Regions from separate parts of the Zea mays genome. Here region 1 is linked to region 2. A link is a contact called in public Hi-C data. All regions are on one chromosome and are shown on one strand. The core of a region is the stretch at or near the end of the contact, and the rest is flanking DNA. Distances in the headings are between cores, read along the strand shown. Region 1 has its middle 34 kb from the start of LOC109943045. Region 2 overlaps LOC100274067.

What was found. A called contact is a pair of places that touch in the nucleus more often than the background predicts.
Region 1: a contact with region 2 is called in a Hi-C map of leaf, with 5 times the contacts expected there. The contact joins two enhancer-like sites. A contact is called at or near these places in 4 of 25 Hi-C or Micro-C datasets (ear, endosperm, leaf and 1 more).

What each region holds. Positions count from the first base shown.
Region 1 is chr10:20,896,746-20,900,896 of Zm-B73-REFERENCE-NAM-5.0, reverse strand. No RefSeq gene overlaps it. Among protein-coding and RNA genes, the nearest start is that of LOC109943045, 34 kb to the right of the region's middle. Within about 2 kb of position 1,641, at least 18 of the 20 cell types and tissues checked have an H3K27ac peak or open chromatin away from gene starts, as enhancers often do. A contact at or near this core is called in leaf, where this site is marked.
Region 2 is chr10:20,654,728-20,659,301 of Zm-B73-REFERENCE-NAM-5.0, reverse strand. LOC100274067 reads right to left here. Exons shown (of 19, transcript NM_001360531.1): 19 at 2,749-3,901. The coding sequence ends at 2,997. Among protein-coding and RNA genes, the nearest start is that of LOC103640930, 57 kb to the right of the region's middle. Within about 2 kb of position 3,076, at least 6 of the 20 cell types and tissues checked have an H3K27ac peak or open chromatin away from gene starts, as enhancers often do. A contact at or near this core is called in leaf, where this site is marked.

The DNA.
Region 1 (4,151 bases), core at 392-2,891, 240 kb before region 2:
CTAGATCTGAGGGACTGACGGGTTATTCCGATTTAACTGTGTTGCTGCCTCTAAGGCGTGACTTGGGCACTTAAGCTGGAATAATTCAGACGGCTCCGCCACAGCTACGACACGATTTCGAGGCGTTCAAAGTATGAGTCACTTCGGACAGGGGTCTGGGAGAATTGTTCAGGAACCCGGAGGCATGCGCAAGAATTGCGAAATGGACAGTTGAAATGTCCGGGTACCGCATCATCTTTGAGCCCAGAACGGCAATCAAGTCACAAGTCTTGGCGGACTTCATCGTCGACTGGACAGGACCTATGGGGCCCCAGCAAGAACACTCAAAAAAAGTCTGGACCATCCACTACGATGGCGCATGGTGCCATACGGGGGCAGGCGCCGCGGCGATTATCACATCACCCGCCATTGTCAAGTACAGATACGCCGCGTGCCTCAGCTTTGCTCTAGGGTCCGACAGGTGCACTAACAACATAGCAGAATACGAAGTCGTCATCCTGGTACTTCGCAAAATACGGGCCCTCGGCGTCATCACATGCATCATCAGAACAGACTCCAAGTTCGTCGCTGGCCAGATCGAAAAGGAGTACTTAGCAAAGGAGCCTGTGCTCATACAATACATCACCGCCGTCTGTGGCCTCGAAAAACAATTCAAGGGTTTCACCCTGCAGCATGTCGAGCGCAACAAGAACGAAGAGGCCGATGCGTTGGCCAAGGCAGCAGCCAAGGGCGGGCCCCGCCCTCTGACGTTGTAAAGCCCAAAATTGGTAGGAAATAATAACAATGATGATGAAGTAAATAAATGAATAATGTTTTAGGGATTTTTGAGACCTGTGGATGTTATTTGATCTCCTCTACTTTTGAACATTCAACTAAATGGAATTAAGTTAGCCAAATAACAAAATAATTAAATACAAAAATATGAGCTTCATGATAAAGCTCTTGCATTTTGTATTTGCATTCAAATTGTGAGACAAGCTCAAAATTAGGAAATTGGAAGTTGGAAATAGAAATAGAAAATAAAAGAGAATGGAAAGAAAATTTTACTTAAGCCATTTATTTCTCCCAAAAATAAATAATAAGGAAAAGAATAAATATTGTTATCACAAACAGTAAAGTTTAGATTCACAGCAGTATTAATTTTGACGCTTGGAATCGGAAATTCAAAATAGGGATTTGAATTTGGTTTAAATGCTTCAAATTGGAAATAGGAATAGAGAAAAAAATAAGGGAATTCGGATTGGGTCAGATAGGAATTTCCCCGTCCTTCCCTTACCTCGGCCCAGTACCATTTCACTCGCGCGGCCCAGTACCACACGCGCGCCTGAGCCAAATTCCTCACTGCCTCTTGGACCCGCCCCGTCGGGTCGTCCTCTTCCTGGGAATCAGACGCGGGTGCGCAACAGAATCCGCGAGCTTGGCGCAACTGTCTCCTGCCGATCTCCTCGCCGTGGAACCCGCGGCCCCCCTGGACTCGATCCTCGCAGGACTGCCTATAAAACCCGGCCGCCGCCCCTGCCCATCACCAGAAAGCCACCGGGCGCCGACCAGAGAGAGAGATAGAGCTTGGAGCCGTCATGTGCTGTCGTGCTGGTGGTCCACCGTCGCTACCGTTTCGACCTCGGGAAGCAGTGTAGGGTCGTGGTTGGAAACTGTCGCCGAACCTCAACGAACAAGCCGTGACGCACAATGGACTGGGTCCCCCTGCATACCACCGGTAAAAGTCCTTCAATGACGTTCTGTATCATCCAGATTTTAGCAGCGTCGGTCTGTTTTAAGTTCGATGCACTGGAGCGCCTGCATACGCTACGCCGTTGAGGTCTCCACCGGTGTGCGTCTTCGCTCCTGTAGCCGGGTCGTACGTGATTCTACCGTAGTGCGTAAGGCCGGTGGAAAAGTGATATGCACGTTTGATCCACCTCTCGATCCTCTGCGTCTGCAAGGCTGCAAAAGGTTGTGACCCTTTGTGTGGCCTCCTTACGACCAATAGAAACACGCCACATCAATAAATTCGAGATCTATAAATTAGACGATATATTTTGCGTTATAAATCCAATTTACTCCATTCTAGTTATGTTATATTTGTATTAATGATGTCCATGTATTAAAAATATTATTTCATCATTACAAATGTTTTCAATAATTAACTAATTAAATATTTGTTTAATTAACGTTAATTAGCAAGGTAATCTAGTTAATATAATTTTTAGTTCTAACCTACACTTTTTATAAATAATTGTTAAATTGATTAATACCGACTCAAATATTTTTATCTGCTTAGTTTAAATGCAATATCTGTTAGGTCCCATTTGTTAGATCAATTGTGTCTAAAAAAACAATCTTGTTCTATCCACGATCTCGTAGAAGCCTGTAGAATATTCTTACACTATTTGTTCTTATGTTTGGTGTGATGTTAGATTTGCCTATACACTGTTTGTTTGTATTGCTACAACTAGCGCGAGGTTACGAGTCACCTGAAGAGCAAGTTGGTACCTGGAATCTCAAGTCCCAGGCAAGTTGTGCCCTTGATCACTTCTTTTTACCCAATCATGTTCTAATTAATCATAATGATCTGTATAGGTTAATTTTGATGGGACCCAATAGGTTACCCTAGTTTGACTATCTTTATACCATGTTCACCACGGAATTTTGGGTAGTACCTGCTGTTGCTTTATGTGGTTTTGGGTATAGAGATACACACTATTCATGATTATACTTTTATTATCAGCTGTTATTTACTGTTCATGTTAAGATCATTATGTTAATTGGAACATGGAGAACCACCCGGGAAAACAGTGCTACCACAAGGGTGGAATGGGACGCCCTTGGCTGACTAACTAGGAAAGCTAGTGGAGGACTACCTTGCCCGAAAGGGGAAAGGGCAGTAGGGGAGTGGTCAGTGTAGGGAGGTCCTCGGGTTGATTTTGCTGCGATGGCGGTCAGGCGAGTGATTACTGCATTGGAGCTTCCTATAAACTGTAGCGGGTTTTCTGAAGCTAGTGAAACTTTGTAAAGGCCTCGTAGTGTTACCCCGCCTCGCCTCCTCGGTAGAGGTGTATGGGATTGACGTCTCTCGGCAGATGGGTAACATGACTTGTGGGTAAAGATGCGCAACCTCTGCATAGTGTAAAACTGGTATACTAGCCGTGCTCACGGTCATGAGCAGCTCGGACACTCATATGATTAATTTATGGAACTTAAATTCAATTTGTCATATGCATTGCATCGCAGGTGTTGTTATTACTTTTGTTCTACTACTTAATTGGGTTGGTGATTATGTTCGCGCCCGGGTCTTTGCCCTGAAACCCAGGTGCGACAGACGTGTTCTACCACGTCATCGGCACACCAACCGTCCGCAACCCTAAAGGCTTGCAAATAACTCAAGACGTCGAGGGCCACTGAATCGTCAACCTCATAATGGCCGAAGACTGGCGGGCCCTAATAACACTATACCTCCAGGGCCATTACCATCCAACCGGTCGAAATGAAGCCAAACGACTGAAACACAGGAGCAGAGATTTTGCAATAGTCGAGGGTCAGCTTTACAAAAAGGGCATCAGCCAGCCTATGCTGAAATGCATAACCGAAACCGAAGGCCTTCAGATACTTCGTGAAGTCCATGGCGGAACCTGTGGGTCACCCTTAGGGCCCAGGGCCCTCGTAGCCAAGGTGATTCGTCAGGGATTTTATTGGCCCGCGATAATATGCATGGAAAACCGAGTCACCAGGTCATGCGAAGCATGCCAAAAATTCTCCCCTCGCTCAGGCGCCCCTTCGCAATTCGCCAAGTTCATCGCCCACACCTGGCCACTTCAGCGTTGGGGGCTGGACATCGTTGGGCCACTGCCTACAACTCAAGGGAACCTAAAGTTCACCTTCGTCGTCGTCGAATATTTTACCAAGTGGATCGAGGCTAGAGCAGTCTCCACGATTACAGCGAAGACCGCCCAAAAATTCTTCTAGCAAAACATTGTCTGCCGGTTCGGAGTCCTGTCCAAGCTAACAGTCGACAACGGCAAACAGTTCGACAACCAAGACTTCTGGGAATCTGCAGTTCCATCGGCACAAAGCCAGTCTTCGCCTCTGTCTACCACCCACAATCCAACGACGTCGTCGAACGTGCCAATGGCAAGATTTTTATTGCCGTTAAG
Region 2 (4,574 bases), core at 1,827-4,326:
TTGTGTCTTCACCCAGTTCTGCCTGTGGCTTGGGCTAGTTTATCTTCTACTGCGCTTTGTATTTCTGGCTCTCTCGAACTTGTACTCTGGTATTGTAATAACATTTATTCGAACTATGTACTATTTGAAGTAAGGAATGTGGTTACTAGCCTCCTGAGACTAGTAATTGTATCACATTTGAGTCTCAAAGGATCGGGGCGCTTCAACTAGCCACTAAATGTTTGGAGTGAATTTGGACTTGGAGAGGATTTGATCTCTTGTTTGTGTCTTGGAGTGAAGTCTAGAACTCTTGTATTGAATGTAATGGCTGAAAACTTGGATGCCTTGAAGTGGTGGTGGTTGGGGGTATTTATAGCCCCACCCACCAAAATGGTCGTTGGGGAGGCTGTCTGTCGATGTGCGCACCGGACAGTCCGGTGCGCTAGCCACGTCACCCAACCGTTAGGGTTCGACTGTTGGAGCGCTAACATATGGGGCCACTGGACAGTCACTGTTCACTATCCGGTGCGCCTTATGGCGCTGCTCTGACTTCTGCGTGAACTGTCCGCGCACTGTTCACACAATGTTCACCTTTTGCAGACGACCGTTGGCGCAGTAATCGTTGCTCTGCTTGGCACACCGGACAGTCTGGTGCAGCACCGGACAGTCTGGTGAATTATAGCGAAGTGGCATTTCCAAAAACTCGAAGCTGAGCAGTTCAGAGTTGATCTCCCTGGTGCACCGGACACTGCCCGGTGGCACACCGGACAGTCCGGTGCGCCATACCAGGGCAGCCTTCGGTTGGTTTTGCTCCTTTCTTTTTGAACCCAAACTTTAACTTTTTATTGGTTTGTGTTGAATCTTTGGCACCTGTAGAACATGTAATCTAGAGCAAACTAGTTATTCCAATTATTTGTGTTGGGCAATTCAACCACCAAAATCATTTAGGAAAAGGTTTGACCCTATTTCCCTTTCAGAAACTCACCACTTTCTCAAGTTTTCACAAGGATTTCAGTTTTGCCCAAACTAAGTCCAAAAAACACTTTTCTCTACAAAATGAGTTAGAGTGCAAACACAAGTACTAGAAACATTGTAATATCCATATGTAACATACCTAAGGGTTCAAACCTCACAGTTTTACCCTTTTACACAAAGTTGCAATTCCTGGCCTCTTTTGAGCTCATTTGGACTTAAGCATCTTCAAATTGCATTTAGTGAACATGTATTCATACACTTAGTACACAAGTTAGTCCAAGATGAGTCAACCGACACCTAGATTTGAACCTAACCTAACCCTAGACAATCTAAGATCCTTTATCAAACCTGCTCTACTCTCATTTCGAGTCAAGAGATAGATAAATAGTCACATCGCATTAAACTGATCGGGGGCGCTCGTAGTGACTTAAGGGGTCGAAACCAAGAAGTGGCTTATTTATACCAAGCATTCCTCTTATGGCTAGATCCAATATCCTGGTCCCTGCAGAAAGAAAAAAAAAGAATGCCACGTTCTTCCTTTCAGGAATGGAGGATTAGGGAGAGGATAAAGGATTTTTAGTTGGGATGTAGACATGATCAATAGAACTCGGCTAGATCCGAGCTAGGATAGTGGCGCCCATTCCTAATCAGTTCAAAAAAGGTTTGCTCATGCTGGAGGTACTAACCACTTAGTGATCGATCCACTAGTTCACACAAACCTGAAGAAGTTATCACAGACTTGCACGTGCGGTTCTAGCCAAGCTTTCCTTCTGTATCTAATAACATTGCTTCTTGCCGTCGGGCACCTCTCCTAACTAATGCCCATTTATTCTAGAATATTTTTTAGGAGGGACAATTTTACCAAATCCTTCTATTTTTAAGTACGCCTAGTACCATTTCAATGTGTTTCGATTCTTTCGAAAACGAGAGGTTTGATGCTTTTGAATTCATTGATCAGTAAACCTACGGTTCTGGTAAAGTCGGGACTGTGGTCGTCTGGCTCCACTTTGCTGGCTGATAAGATCACTGGGATTGACCAGCCAGCTCGATAGATTTGGCTATTCCTTTTTATTGAAAGAGTCAGACGACCACGGTCCTGACTTTACACAAAAAAAGTGGAAGCTTCTTTGACTCTCATGTTCTCCAAAGAATCCTTTCTCCTTCTACAGGCCATGGAAACTCATCGTGTGTTTAGTTAGGTTGTGACCGTGAAAAAGCTAATTTGGACTATTAGCTATGAAAATAACTGTTGTGGCTGTGAACTGTTAAAAAACAAAAAATCGTTTGGTGAAAACCACTAAAAATCATTAAAAATTATTTCATATATATTTCATAGTTCTATCCTAAAACCACTAAAAACAGATCCTAAGGTGCTTTTAGTTTTACACCGTGAGAAAGTCGGCTTTTAGAAAAGCTGCTTTCTAAATGCTTTCAGTTTTATAAAGTGTTTTTTCAGACTTTATATAACCTTGATATATGAACTTGAAAATTTAATAAAGCTTCCTTTATAAAAAAATAAAAAGCTGGTTTATATTAGTTTGGCTTTTAGTAGCTTTTAAGGGAAAAAAGCCAAGGTCAAAAATCAAACCGAACACAAACTAACGTTCTCCGAAGAATCCTTTCCGCTTCCATCGGCCACGGCCTCTTAGCCGCTTCTCGGCTGCGGTTGAAAGGCTGCTCCCCCACAATCGCTTCGGCCGCCGGGCGGTTGTTTACGAGAATCCAATTCTGGTGGGCAGAAGCGGCCAAGAAGCTAAAACAAACAGGCCTATACGTCATATAGATTTTCAAACAGTCGAAAAAATAGGTACCATCGAAATAGAATAGCATGTGGCTCCCACATGTAATAGTAAGTTCTTTAGTTCACAAAATTGATACAAGTTAGTGAATGGCTAAACCTGTGCCAATAAATTATTATTTTACCTGAGATAGCATATTAAAAAAGACTCGATCACTGCTACGCGTGCTACGAAGTCCATATATTTCTTCAGCCAGTATCCATTTTTATTCAGCTAGCCAGGTAACCACACAAAACTTTTTGTTTATTGTGGTTGTGGCCTGCTCTGAACTATAAATATATCGGGGCCAACCAGGCAACCTTCCACATCTTGGGCACTTCCAAACTTCTGTTCCAGATACTGTCCAATGGCGGCAAGGCGCTGACCAAACTGCTCCCTAAAGGTTGCATCAACAGATAACGGCTTCTTGCTGTAGTCTACGGTCCTACGACTCATTTCACCATCGGTAGGGCCAGAGTTGAGCACCATAAGCTCTTCACTGAAATTCGCAAAAGCTAGAGTTGTGACTTTGCCATCAAGCTTGTGACATGAGAGTCTCCATGGAGTGCCACGGGTACCAGAAGCGAGGGTTTCTCCAAGACCAGGGGCAACCTCAGCCTCTACTAATTTGGGATCATGGTCAACTGGGCTAATTGTATGAAGCACAAAAGAGAGATCTGGCTGCAGCATTTCCTGCACGAGAACCGCCATCTTTGCGTCTCTCTGAGGTACACCGGCTGCTCGACGGCTAAGGATTGCTCTCCTTGTGTATAATGATGCCCAAACCTGTCCAACCGCAGCTCCAAAGGATCTAGGGTCAGAGAGACTGACATTAGGAATTGATTCATAGAGTCCAGCAGCAGACATTCCAGCCAAATCCTCCACATTAGCAGTAGATCTCACAATTAGTCGAACATTCTGATCAAATGTTTTCTTCAAAGATTCAATGATTTCTTCCGATGGAGAAAGAAGTGAAACAGTTGCTTGAAGCTTCGAGGATAGGCTATCAAGTTCACCATTTTCAATTTGAGCTGTTTCGATCCTCTCTAGAAGATTAGTGTAGGATTTGAGTGATCCACTTTTCTTCAAGGCGTCCTCCATGGATCCAAAAGGAATCACAGCACCTGCAGGAACTCTGAATGCTGCTGGAGTTCCTTGGTCATTGTAAACTGCCCAATAATCAATGAAAAATGTAAGATAATAGGAAATGAAACATAAGATTTTCAAGAAAGCAGTTCTACCGTACTACTATAAGCTTGCAGTTCTGTTGTACTCATATAAGTTTTTTCTTATCTTAATGTACATAATGTACAAGGTCTATGGATCCATAAACACAATCATACAGCAGAAACGACCTTTTATTCTCGAACTATGCAGGAGAGCTGCGCGTCATTTTATTAACGTAGAAAAATGTAGTACAAGAGTCTAGTAGAACCCAAACCCAAGTAGAACGAACATAGACACACCACACGCCAGGAACTAGGCTAGATTTGTGCCACAATCTACAAAAACGACCTTAACAGTATCTTTTTTTTTTCCATTCTAGCACATAAAAAGCTATCACAACGTTCTTAGTTATTGTTACATGAAAACTAGGCTTATTCTTGATCACCTTGGTTAAACACTATATTTAATCATTTGTTATTCATTAAAGGAGTGTACAGCATTATGAGCTAGATTTACATGCTTTGAATGATACCATCGGTGCATATATTCTACAAATATGGATGGGTGGAATGCAAGTTATCTGCCCTGTTTAATACTTCTCTGTTAATAACCAGCAACATACTAATAACATCCAGGCAAATTAACTGGTTGTATAAATGATAACTACCTTGATTC